2 separate regions of the Danio rerio genome follow, and region 2 is linked to region 1. A link is a contact called in public Micro-C data. All regions are on one chromosome and are shown on one strand. Each heading gives the region's core, a stretch centred on a gene start, on an enhancer-like site or on the middle of the called end of the contact. The rest is flanking DNA. Distances are from core to core; before and after follow the strand shown.

Region 1 (7,313 bases), core at 4,336-6,835:
GGCAGACACACAAGTGCACTGTTAAATCATTTAAAACTAATAAATGTATAAAAGAAAAGTTTAGAAAAAAAATTATAAACTTCACAAATTACATTACTTATTTTATTATACTTAAATATTTAAATACTTAAAAAGTGAAATTAGGCATTAACTTGAGCAGCTGTTTTCCCACGCTAACTGTCTCTTCTTCACTGATGGTTGCTTCTTTTCAAATATATACGCTCATATTTGCTATAACTTTGCATGAGAACATCAAGTTCAGCTGGAGAAAGAAATGCTGATCTCTTTTATAAGATATTGCCATAGTCACTCGTAATGTCTGCGCTCCATTGATAATGGCTTTTTATAGTCACGGTGTGCGCGCTTAACTCTGAGTTGGTCTACTCGAAGTTGATTGACCCAACTCAGATCAGCTGTTCTGAAACCGAAAACTCAGAGTTTTTAATCTCTCGGTAAATCAACTCAGAGTTCAAGTTTAAACTCCGAGTTGTTTGAACCTCCTTACTGAAACAGGCCCCAGGTCTACAGAGATGATAGCATGATAACTTGCGTTGCAACAAACAAAATAATATAAACCCAATAATAGTTATATTAACCCCAGAGAAGACACTATGTATTGTATGTCTAATATTTATATGATGAGCAAGTGAACTGCATGCTAATCTTTTTTTGCGGTGTAAAAAAGAAAGAAAGGCATACATCATTTGGGTGAGCAAATGACTCAGTTTCATTTTTAAGTGAGCCATCCCTTTGTAATGTTTTTTGGTCACTAACAAAATCAGTTTATATAACTGTTCTCGTATATTTCAAGGAACAAAAAGTACACACAAGGACACATTTTCATGAAATCAACGAAAATGTAGATATGCGGACAACAATTACGGACATAAAAAGAAACGTTTTACTCTCTGAACACAATGTGCTTCTATGTTCACCTTTGCTTCTTTTCAGAAACACAGATTTATTTTTACAATCACACAGACATGATGTGCTTTCGTGCTATACATGTTTCACAGGTGCTATACAGTTGTTTAGATGTACAGACCTGGAATGTTGTGGTAAAAATGACACTTCACTTAGGTCACTGCTAGCATTATCAGCTATACATATAAAGGATTAGTGATGCTAATGTAATGATGTTTACCACTGACACAAATCATGGGGCTTCTCTATGGACAACACAATGAACTCTTCCGGCTCCATAGTGACAAAACCCAACACCGACACAAGGGTTCCTCAGATGAACTCACTCTCAAATGACCATGCGCCTTAAGTAATCATGTTTTTTGGGGAGAAATGTCACACTGCACTCTTATTGTCCCTTTCATCGTGACTCATCAGACAGTCAGCAGACTATTTGGATGTTTTAAAGAACAATAACGCAGCAACATGCAGCTGGCATGTGCATAACACTGTGTTTGCATGCATTACTATGGTTTTAGTGATAATGCAATGCATGATGTAAACACCGCTGTCCTCTTCTAAACATTCTCCAGTAAACAAAAGACGATATGGTTGTTGACTCTGAGTCATCTGTGCTCCTACACAGGATAGAGGGTGGGGAAAGTACCCGTCTTAGGCATTTGAATGTCTGAAACCTATTGACTAAACAGGGATCTAGCTGACAATTGTTGATTTGCTAATGTAAAAATTTATTTCTATTTAAAGCAAGGAGCTTCAAAACCTTGGTGGCAATAGAGACAAAACTAGGCCACATATTGCATAATGTAAACTTTTATGTTGGATTGTATGCCTATAATGTTCATTAATGGATTATTTACAATATTTATGATGCCTCAATTGCAAAGCCATTAGGAGTCATAATCCATGACTGCTTTGACTTAGAGGTATACTTAGTCAAAGCAGCCACCACCCCCCCACTCCGAATATAACGTGTTAGCATCGATATCGCAATGTGATCATTCTCAATAGTCACATCGCAATTATATGCAATGTTGAGTCTGGAATATTATTTATCGTTTTGCAAGTCTTTTTTTTTTAAGGCGTTTGACTGTGTGAGGCTTTGAAAAGCATTTAGGTATAAGAAAATGTACTGTTAGTAACTTTGAAAAATTAATAACGATTAAGTTTATTGAATTGTTTATAAAACAAAGACTATGCAGTATTATTTTACATTTATACCTGAATAAATTTTGACTCTTCGAAAAACAATCAAACACTGTTTATTCAATTAGCATATTTTTCTTTATTGAATTTCTCTATGCTTGTAGATTGTTTATTATATTTTATGCACTCCCCTACCGAATCGTCCCAATCAATCTAAAATTATAGATTCTTTACAAACATTTATTCAATGTATCTGGTGAAATTGTATTCATATAGCAATATATATCTCAGAAAAAAAAAGGCAAGTAGTATTTTTTCCAATATTGTGCCGCCATAGTGTAGGTGACTTTTTTCAATAGAGCAATAAAAGTTTTTTCATCTTAAACGTGTTAGGGCAAAACAATTTCTTGATAGGACCCTTTCAATTTGCTTTCAATGACCCTACAAGTTATTAAACCATGTTAATTTAGGAAGAGAAAAATATGAAAGCTGCTTAAGGTATTTAAAAAAAAACATTTTTGGGGTGGAGAAAACATAAACTACAGTTTATGACAGAATATGAGTTTTGTTTTTGTAGGAAAAGTTAAAACAATAAAGTATGGCCAAAAAAAAAAAAAAAAACATATAATATGTTTGATCAGAGGGTAAATATTGAAATCCCTTTAAGTCAGTCTCCATATGGACGGCTTTCCCACTGTTATCAGTTTGTTGATTTAGCTAGCCATGTACGTCGGCGGACTTGGGTCAATCGGTGCTTTTGAAAACACTATTGGTTGGGTTTAGGGAAGAAGGAGGGTGCATGGGTTAGTCAACCAGTATGTCAATCAGTCAGTTGACAGTAGCCTCTGGTGGATTTATACGAGAATAGAAGGCACGGATGGCACTCACTAGCGAAATTTGACATCTCAAAAAGCAAACAGCTGCCACTGCTCTGGTGCGTTCACAAACATAAAAACTGCAAAAAAGCGTAGCTCCTGGGACGCATTTCGTGATCTCTAGAAATGTATATAGTGTTACGTTTTTAGAATGAGCCTGAGTTGAATTTATCTGTCTGTGCAAGAAGTTTGAAACAATATCAGGGTTAGTATAGAATAAATAAATAATTTCCGTTTGGTCGACCTAACATAAAATAAGATGCCTAAAACAATATATCAAAATCAAAATACAAATACTCTAATTATCACTAGTAGATATGTAGTTGCAAATTTGGCCAGTTACTTTTGCATACTGAATATTTTCACATTATAACAAATGGTAGTTTTAGACATCCCGCTGTCCTTCTGTTAAGGCCATTGGTGCATAGTATTAAATGTCACACAGTGGGCATTTCCCACGAAAGGGGAAATGTATACGTGTATATATTTAGAAGCATATTTAAAATATTCCTCTGGTATATTCGTGCATTACTTGCCCACATCAGGCCAGCCTCCTACAAGCTGTCCCAGAGGAAAGCCTTTACAGCAGCACTGCCCAGCAGATTCAGCCATTTATGTAAGCGGTCTCAGCTACAGAAAGAAGGAAATTAAGAGGACATTAAGAGGAAGCGTGCGAATTGCTGGAAATGACACAGGCCTCGTGAACGGCACCATGAGATGCACATGGCAGTTGTGCAACTTTCCAGTACTAGAATTCATGTTATTTCTTTTCAAACTGATGTGTATGTGCACAACTATAGGAAAAAAATAAGAAACCACTTGAAAATTCTCTGAATATACTGGATATGTTAGATATAAGTTTGAGTAACACACCAACAACTGATTTATTCTAGGGGGTGAGGGGTTTTATAAAAAAATATTGTATTTTAGAACATTTTTATTTCATAGGTATCACTTTACAATAAGCCTTTATTGGTTCATGTTAGTTACTGTGTTTACTAACAATACAGTAATAGATGTTATATTATAGAAATTTATTGTAAAATAACAGACGTTAAAATACATAAATTTACTGTAAAATAAACATTAAATGACATGAATTTACCAGATATTTCAATTTAGGAAAATTTCTGTAACGTCTGTTATTTGATACATTTTTTTAAATTTCTGTATTTAATGACCGTTAATACGTTATAACAGTTTTTTTTTTTTTTTTTTTTTGTTTTTTTTTACAGTGTAGACAGTGAAAATAAAAGTTGGTCATTGTTAGCTCATGTTAACTTATGGTGCATTATCTAAAGTTACTTAAGGTTTGGGTATCATTTGAATTTTATGAACTCTGATTCCTCTGATCAATTTTAAATCCAGTGTAGTAAAAATAAATCAATCTTCAAATCCTTACCCTAGTTAACAAGCATAAATTTGGATTTTAATAATGCATTAGTAAATCGTCATCTTAGAATTATAAGGTTCTATCTGCGTCCTGAATGATTTTGAGATATTGAGCTTCAAAGTTTTTGCATTTCATAGCAAACAGTAGTAACAATTTTTTTTATAAAAAGTCTTAAAATGTAAACAACTTCTAAAAAAAACATCCAATAATGTAAATAAATTGTCATTTAATAAGAATACGTCAATAACTCAGTTTTGACAAAAATGTCAGATAGAACCCTATAATTCTAAAGTGACGAAATGTTGAACTATGCTCAAATGATGATGTACAAGTATTGTTCATTATTAGTTCATATTGCAAATACACAAACATTAACTAATGAAACCATATTGTAAAGTGTAATCAATATAATAAGATTCTTTCTTCTGTTGAACACAAAATAAGATATTTAGAAAAATGCTGGTTAACTGCCATGGTATTTTTTTCTACTATTGAAGTTAATGGGTGTCAGCAATCGGTATTCTTCAAAATATAGATTTTTTGTGTTAAACAGAAGAAAAAAAATGCATGAATGTTCAAAACCACATTAGGGTGAAAAAATGATGAGGTAGTTTTAATTTTTGAGTGAACTATATACATTTAACTAGAAATCAATTGCTGCACAAATATTTCTAGTGCAGCATTTTGCAGAATTTCCATTTTTCCCTCTCACTAAACCAACTTTAATGCTACCACAAAAAAAGAAAAAAAATCTTTCAATGAGATAAAATCTAGCATCACGACTATGAGTGATTTTTACACAGCAGTGTAAAACCCAGACATTCATAAATGAGTACTGTAGCACTCTTTTGTCACCAGAGTTGTGGGATGACTTGTGCTTTGGCCATGCTTGCAGCACCTGGCGATCATGTGGGCTGGGATGTGTTTGGGCATGTGGTGCTTACAAAGACAACAGCAGCTCATCTCCCCCTTACAGCAAATGAATCATTCGTGACTCATTCTGACTCATACAGAGTGTCTGTCCAGCGCCCTCTACTGGAGCCACAGAGAACATATGCTAATAAAGTGCAAAAATGAACATTAAATATATATAAAACTGTATTTCTCTTTCATCGCCAACAGCCGTTCTCTTTTTAGGCACTGTTTTATGAACTTCTAATACTCTTTGGTGTGGAGGATCTTGATTTGTGAATCCAGTGATTGTGTACTGCATTAAACATGGGAATGTAGTGCCATCTAGTGGAAGAAAGAGCTTCCTGCAACTGCAAAAACTAGGACATGGCTTACGTGTATGTAATTAAATTATGCATAATTGTGTGTGTGCTTGAGCAGGTCTTCAAGCTGTGTTGAATTATTTCACTGGAAAGCAGATACTGTACGCATAAAGATGAAGCCTTCCCGTTATGTGGCATTCTTCCTGAAGGCTGGCGTATCAGCTCACTATACACATGCTTTCCCAGCAGCCTCCATTTATCACCCTGCCCACAGTCTGAAGTGCCTGGATGTTCACTCAGCTTTCTGTTTCCCGGCAACAAGCATCTCTCACTTCTGAGCCTCCACCTTCCTGCCTCCAGGAATTTTTTTATACTTACTTTTAGGTTTCTCTATCATAGAACATGTTGCATAATGAAATAAACTGATTAGCTGATATATATAATATTAGTTTAAGATTATTATTTATACCACTTGGAACATGAAAATGGCAGTAAAAACACATTTTACTTTTGCAGAATGCTTTAAATGTATAATCTGACATGGGCAATTTGGGGAAAATATGTGATGTTCTGCATATTGTGCAGGCTATTTATGCATTTATGATATAATACAAATGTGTGACGCCATCTGGAATGGATTTGCTTCAAAATTTGCAGCCGTAATGGAGAACATGTGCAACATATCTAGATGTGAGGGTGACTAAATCATGTCAGAACTGTATTATTAAAAAACTCTTTGATGTAAATCAAGACCAAATAAATAAATATTATATATTGCCACAGACCACAATCGCTAATATTTTAATATTAACTTCAAAAGGAAACCAAATTTCTAAATCCCATACTCTATTTAAACATTTTTAAAAATCTTTTTAACCAAGTGTGGAAAGTTGAAAGACAAAATTAGCCTACAGCTAATAACACTAAGTAGTCATGGAGCATTTTTGGTAATTAATCATGGTGTTATTGTAGTAAAAGCATATTTGTTGGGACTTTGATCACCTTTTGCACAACCACAGTTTTAAGCAACACATACCACAGCTAAACCAGCTATAGCGAAACCGTGGTTCAATTTGTGCAGGGGTTCCTAAAGTTTTTCCTATAAAAGGGCCAAAAACCAAACTGGATTGAGGGCTGTGGGCCAAATATATACCAGGGCTCGACAATACGGACAGCCCGATGGCTCAGGGCCAGTGTGCGATACGCTTGGGATAGTAGACAGGATCATTACTGGCCCGAAAAGTTAAATTTGGCTGCGACTGTTCATCTATTGCGTGCAAATAAAATCTTGAGGTGCTTTCACACCTAGACGTTTGTTTCGGAACTTGTATCGTTTGCCCCGTTATCACAGTTTGTTTGGCATATGTGAATCCAGCAATCCCGCTCGGATCTGTGCCAAATCAATTGGTCCGAGATCGTCTGAATGAGGTGGTCTCGGCTCGATTGAAATGAACTCTAGAGCTGATCGATTGTAGAAAGAAAGCAATATGATCCAACGAACTAACAAACCAGACTACATCATTTCACATCAATTTATTATGGTTGCGTAATAACCATATACAGTATATGGCTACTGTATGAAGATAGAATTATGTAAGGGTATTCCTACTGATAAATGTGCATTTCATGTTGAATGGAAAGCAAAAGAATGCTGAAATAATACAGAGAGCTGTTTATCCATTAGGAAAATTGACCTAAATTACTATCTGAAAGTTTTGCCATATTTTATTCTTATAATATTTTGTATTTGGCCTGTTGTTTTGT
Region 2 (6,776 bases), core at 2,727-5,226, 180 kb before region 1:
TTTCTGATGTTTAACACAAACAAAAATACTTTGAAGAAAGCTGGAAACTTGCAACCACTGATATTCATAGTAGTTCTTTTTCATACTATGGAAGTCAATGGTTACAGGTTTTCAGCTTTCTTCAAAATATCTTCTTTTTAAAGGCATCTGCAGCAATATCATCAGATTAAACTACACAGTAAATAATTAATTTAAATTATTTAAAAGTATCTCCCTTTAGTCACACTTTAAAATAAGGTTTCATTAATTAATGTATTTGCTCACTATTAAAATAACTATTTAATATTTAATAGTTAGCATTGTTAAACTAATTTACTAATGAATAAAAATCCAAAGTCATGCTTGTTAACATTAGCTATTACATTGTGAGTTAACAAGCACAATGAATAAGCATTTGTTCATTAATGTAAAAAACTAATAAATATTGCAATTGACAAATTGTTGATGTGAAATTAACTAATGACACCTTATTGTTTTGGGTCACCCTCCCATTTAATTACAGTGTTATCGACTAAATAGAAAGCATGCTATCTACACTGTTACACTGCGTCTGTCATCTCCACTGTTTCAGCAATAAATCTCAGCATTGACACAGTGCTATTTGTCTGTTGTGGATGGAACGGCATTGTATTATTTTATTCCTAATATATCTTGCTCAATAATCATGCTTACAAGCTAAGACAGCATCTGTGTTTCTGTGATTATCCGAACTGAACAGTGGTGGTCACTTTAGAACAGTAAAAGTATGAATGGGACAGAATTTCACATGTATGCTGTCCTACTCTCAGCTGGTGAGGAGGCTCTCACTGAGATCTTATTCCTGCCCTGTTTTTACCTGACACTTTGAGACAGAATTACATACACATATGATTATTTTTACTTACGTGATAAAGCTGCAGATGGACGGATCGTAAGAGTATTAACGCTAAAGTTAGCCTTCAGGCTAGCTGAACTTACCTTCATAATTGCACAGGTAGGAAGATGCATACAACTTGAAACCTTTCTCAAGCTTTGCTCTGCGGTGTTGTAGAGCACATCCGGACAATCATTTGCACATCGTTGACCATAATTTACTCGCAAACAGCGAGTAAATATTGACGACTCTGCCATAATACTATTTACCTCCGCTTAACATCACCCAGACCGGAAGCTGGACCGCGGCCTTAGACAAAACGCGGAAGTAATGCGTGCATATAGCCCATTGACTGGAACTCTACCTCATTTCAAACGCGCCACTTCCTTACCGCCTTCTTTTCCTTATATGGTGTTGAGCGCACTCAATTATCTGCGCATGCGCAAACCAGAAGACGTTCTCGTGTGCATAATTCACAAATAATTTTATTATACCTTTATACGGTCTTGACACCTACTTAATAGCGAGTACCATTCAAGTGAGTAAATGAAAGTAATTGCATTATTATTTCATATAGTTTCTACAAAACAGCTTAATTTTTTTAGTTTTTGTCAAAACACTGCAATATCCCTTTTTGTAAAGTTAAAATGTTTTGATTTTCATTTTTATGCACCACAGTAATTAAAAACATATAATATATATATATATATATATATATATATATATATATATATATATATATATATATATATATATATATATATATATATATATATATATATATATATAAACCGCTAACGTGGAGCATCACAAAACCAAACTTTAGCTTTTTTCTAATCACTTTAGGTGATGGTTACCTCCAGGCTGCACTCTCCGCAAATGCGATCACAGTATGTATGTTTTATAGCCTCCTCCACATGTGGGTGGATCAGGATGGTGTAGGGAAGTGACAGATGGTAAGTGAGTCGGCCACACCTGGTTGACAAAGATATTTAGTGACATATTGATAAAGTTATACATTCATGTTAAGTGAATTCATCTGGATAAGCCAAACCTGTCATAGACCAAAATGTCATCCTTCTCAGCATTCACAGCCTGCCAGGCGTCCGGCTGGCTGAGGTCTTGGGCGTAGAGGGTGATGTTCAACAGCCTTTCTTGAAGCAGATGGTGCAGCCGCTGGGACCTTTCCTCACGGTTGTTTACCACCATGTAGGCTATATTTGGATAACCCTGGTTCTCCAGCTTCAGGAGCAAGTCATTAAGCCTTGAAGAAGAACATTCATCAAGCGAGATTAGATCAATACGCCTTGTGTAAACGCTACAGAGTGTTTAAGAATGAAGGGTTTGGGACTCATTAAAGATTGAGTTTCAATATAATTGTCTGCACTGACTTTGATGCTTGCTCCAGACAGAACAATCAGCTGGCCTGGAGGTAAGCCACCACTGTCACTTGTCCAAGAGCGTTCTTCATGGGCTCCACATCCCCAACCTTCCACTCGGGAGGAAGTTTACAGCGGGCTCCTTCTGTTTCGCTCTCTGCACTGCAGCCCACCAGCAGGCAGAGAGCCAAGGTAAGGCTGAGTGCCTTCCACATGACTCCAAACAACAGACCCACTAACCTAAACACAAAAGATCAACTGTTTAGACATCAAAAAACAACATAATTTTTTTTCCAGAGCAGACACCTGAAGTGTAATATTTTTATTGATAATAATATCATGTAATGTAACATAAATTTGTTAAATCTGTTAAATTAACTTAATCGATTTGTGCTGAGACAAGGTGAATTGTGTGGAACCCAGCAGATAATATTATATTTCCCAAGTGATGTTTAATGGAGTAGGAAACTTCACAATATAGGCTATCCAATAATTTTTTTTATTCTGGAAAAAGTCGTATTTAGAAATTTTAAACAAATATTAAAGTCAAAATTATTAGCCTCCTTAAGTTTTATTTTAATAAGATACGTTTAACTTTTTTTTTTTCAGAAAAAAAACTGTTGTTTAGTAACTTGCGATGCCTAATTAATGTATTGTACCGAGTAACCTACTAACATTAAGCCTTTAAATTGCACTTTAAGCTGAATACTGGTATCTTATAGTACAACTAGTTAAATAGTATATACTGTCTTTATGACAAAGATAAATTAAATTAGTTATTAGAAGTTCAACTATTATGCTTAAATATGGTTTGAAATAATTTTCTCTTTGTTAAAAAGCACTTAAAAAATATTTCAAAAAGAATAACATTTTCACACATAATATTTATTTTTTATTTTAATAACATTTGTATTTCAGATATATAATAACTTATTTTCCCAGTAATAGGTTGCAGCTGAAAGGGCATCCGCTGCGTAAAAAATATGCTGGATAAGTTGGCGGTTCATTCCACTGTGGCGACCCCAGATTAATAAAGAGACTAAGCCGAAAAGAAAATTAATAATAACTTACATAATGATAAAAAAGATATGCAGCAGTGCGCTCTAATCGTTTGTTTATCTAATCGTATCCATTCTATATTGGCCATATAAAATTCATGTACATAAATACCTGTAATTATGGTAATTAACCCAAATTTACTTATCAAAATCGTAAAAAGCCAGATTGGGTCAAGATCCATAGTCCACCCAGGTAATATAAATTTGCAACATGAGTTATCAAAGCCAGACTGGTGCACAGATAATGCATTCAAACCTACGTAATTACCAAACAATATTAAATTATATTATAGATAATGCACACCCACACAACAGCATCTGAACATAAAACTATAAAAAAAATAAAAATAAAAAAGCTGACAAGAAAAATGAAAAACTTTAGATTGGGAGCAAAAATGTACTAATAACTAAATGTTCTGCAGTTAAAACATACGACTTCATTACTGCAATGGCATTAAATAAATAGTTGTTGTAGTAATTAAGGGATCTATGATCATGCAAAAAGAGGCCATTAATAAGAGCATTATTTAAAACAATCAGCAAATATACTAGTAATATGCTATATTAATTAATGTGTTTTCCTAATGTTTTACCAATGTGTCGTAGCTGTAAAGTACACTTACTTGTTTTCCTTGAGGGTCTTCAGCAGCGAAACTTTCTGAGCTAGTTCTTGACAAAAACAACCCTCCTCTCACACGGCTCCTCCTATTTATACTCCTCTTGTTTTTCCTGACTAAAAGCGGGGCAAAGGTCCCTCTGTCCTTGTTTCGAAAACTTTAATATCTCACGTACTCGCCACAGAAGTTACACGCATCAGCAGTATATCAGTAACCTCCGTAATGTGTTTTAAATGGAAAAAGTTAAAGCTTTGAGCTGAAAAAAAAGCAGAAAGTTTAAGTGGATTAGTGGATTAGTTATGTATCCCTGCCAAAGTCTGTTTGGATTTTATTTAACCTAAATTAAATTTTCTACATTTTTAATTTATTTATCTGTGTCTTATGTATGGAAAAGTAATAATTAGCAGCAAAATAGTTTTGTTTCTACCAAAAAGTCTCCAGGCAGCAAACTGTTAAATCTCACTGCATTCCAAACTTCTGTTTCCCTAGAGAACTGAAAAGGGGGGGTTGAGTGCAACATTGAAAAGAAATGACAAGCAATTAAGTATGAAAGCACTGTGTACGTGTTTATTAAAGCATTAACTCTTAACTAATCATTGATTACTGTGCATGTATTTGCATGCTCCTCTTAACATCCTTTATTTTTTGTTTGTGCAGCAGTGCACAGCTGTTTCAGAGTCAGCACTTTTTTCCTGCTGAGATCAAACTTTGAAGCTTCCTGTCTCTGCTGAACTTTCATAAACACCATGTTTTTACATTACTGTAAGACGGAACAATGATAGATAAAACATACTGGCCTTGGACACAGTGTTAAAAACTTACATAAACATTCAAAAAACATCACATTGTCTGTAGACCCAAATTGTCCTTGTATCTGAGTTGTTTTCTGATTTATCAATTAGTTAATTTACATAATCAAGTCTCATGACCTGGAGGACGTTTTGACCTCCTAGAGATGTACTTTAGATACAGTTAACACGCATTACTGATTACTGCAAGCTAATGGTTAACTCTAAAGTATTATGAAATCACTCAATAAAATAAAATAAACCCTAAAACTTCATGTCCTTAAAAACAATATACTAGGCTCACCAGCCACTTTATTAAGTACACCTTGCTAGTACAGCTGATTTGGTGTGAATTCAAGAAGGTGCTTAAATGTTCCTCAGAGATTTGGTATATATTGACATGTCAACATCACATACAGGTTGCTGCAGATTTAACGACGGCACATCCATAGTTGGAATCTCCAGGTTCAGCACATCTTAGAGGTCTGATGAAAGACCTGGTGACTACAGAGGTCATTTGAGTTTATGAACTCTCTCATCTTCAAAACCCAGACTGAGATGATTTGATATGTGTGGCATTATTATTATCCTACTAGAATTATGCACCATCCAACCCTATTGGTCATAAAGGGATGGACATGATCAACAACAATACTCAATACTCAACAGTGCCTCAATGCTAAAATGTTTGGCGTCCTAAGTGTGTCAAGAAAATATCTTTCACATTCATTCCACCACCCCCTCTCTAAAATGTTATTAGAGGACAGAATGAAACCATGGTTTCATGTTAAATGCACCAAAATCTAACCCTACCATACGAATGTCACACTACTCTTCAGTTTCTTTCCACAAGCTGTTAAAGCCCTCAACTCCAATCACATTAACATTATCTGAAATATTCTCCACAATATTAGCTCCCAAAATCTCCACAACACCACACAAAAACCTCAAAACATATTGCCATTCCCAGTGTGCCGCATACTGGTGAGGGGGCTTGACAAACCACCTGTAGAAAACACTCTCTATCATCTCTTTGACATTTTAACTGACACTTTCAACAGTTTGCACATTTACCCCAGACACTTTCTTACAATCACTGCATATTTCTTGAAAAGCATTGTGCATTTCTGAGTGTGCTTCACAGGTGAGAGGGTTTGACAAACCACCTGTAGAATCACTTATGCAACGGACACTTTACTTAAAGGACCATGAACCATGACCTGTCTGTCAGATGAAGAACTGGAGTCAGAGATTCAAAAAAATAAAGGTTACTTAAGATAGTTTGCAGTTTCATCAGCAGAAGCCATCAGATGAATATACACGCAAGAGACAATCTGTTAATAAAACCCAAGGTTGTTTCTTCGTACTTTCAGCTATCTTATCAAACTTGTTCAAAAGAGGTATAAACAGCATTCAGGCTGCTATACAAAAAGTCTATCTAGAATAAAAAGGAAAATCACTTTAAACAGAATGAAAACATAATAATATCAAAATCACTTTAGACTTTAGAATCATCAAGATCTTCAGTTCCACTCGTGGTCTCCATGACCTCTGACCTATTGTAATGCCCTGCTACATAAGTTATTTGTAATTTCATATACACATAAACACAATTTGTAATATTATTATAAAGTTGATCGAGTTTATACAAACACTATTAATGAGGTGGACTTCTGTCCTCCTGTATCCCCTCGTCTGAATGCAGACAGACTGCGGATAGCAGTGCAGCAGGTCTCTTTCCCTGTCTATTTCAACCATTAGCCCTGCCGGCAATCTGTATGATTTTAATGATAGGCAAACACGGCAGCATGGATATAGGCGATGTGTCTGAATGGTAATGAACTCAACTGATAAAACACAAAGTCCACCATTCTCCAATTCTCGTACAGCTCTCTCAACAAAAATACTTGCTACAAACCAACAGCTTTGCTGTATCGGCCCCTGACAGCATCTCAGGAAAAAACATGCAACAAACCCTTGTGAACGCGGTCTCACCCAGTCACTGAGTCTTACAGTTTGGCAGGTCTGCCCTGCCTTCAGAAAGCATCTGCTCTCATGAATATTTACGAAGCAGGGTCTTC

Evidence for each region. Hi-C and Micro-C count contacts between places; a contact is called where the count stands out from the background.
Region 2: a contact with region 1 is called in a Micro-C map of caudal fin, with 6 times the contacts expected there. The contact joins the promoter of selenop here to the enhancer-like site in region 1. A contact is called at or near these places in 1 of 18 Hi-C or Micro-C datasets (caudal fin) and 2 of 4 datasets of contacts at active chromatin or transcription factors (embryo and gastrula embryo).

What each region holds. Positions count from the first base shown.
Region 1 is chr8:33,327,538-33,334,850 of GRCz12tu, reverse strand. All of the region lies in intron 1 of LOC141375657 (a long non-coding RNA gene), which reads right to left. Among named protein-coding and RNA genes, the nearest start is that of unm_hu7912, 32 kb to the right of the region's middle. Within about 2 kb of position 5,585, at least 36 of the 62 cell types and tissues checked have an H3K27ac peak or open chromatin away from gene starts, as enhancers often do. A contact at or near this core is called in caudal fin, where this site is marked.
Region 2 is chr8:33,502,920-33,509,695 of GRCz12tu, reverse strand. It overlaps selenop (selenoprotein P), which reads right to left and starts at 3,976. Exons shown (of 5, transcript NM_178297.4): 1 at 3,914-3,976; 2 at 2,245-2,472; 3 at 1,908-2,117; 4 at 1,711-1,828. The coding sequence starts at 2,447. It overlaps LOC103911520 (a long non-coding RNA gene), which reads right to left and starts at 1,142. Exons shown (of 2, transcript XR_662397.5): 1 at 958-1,142.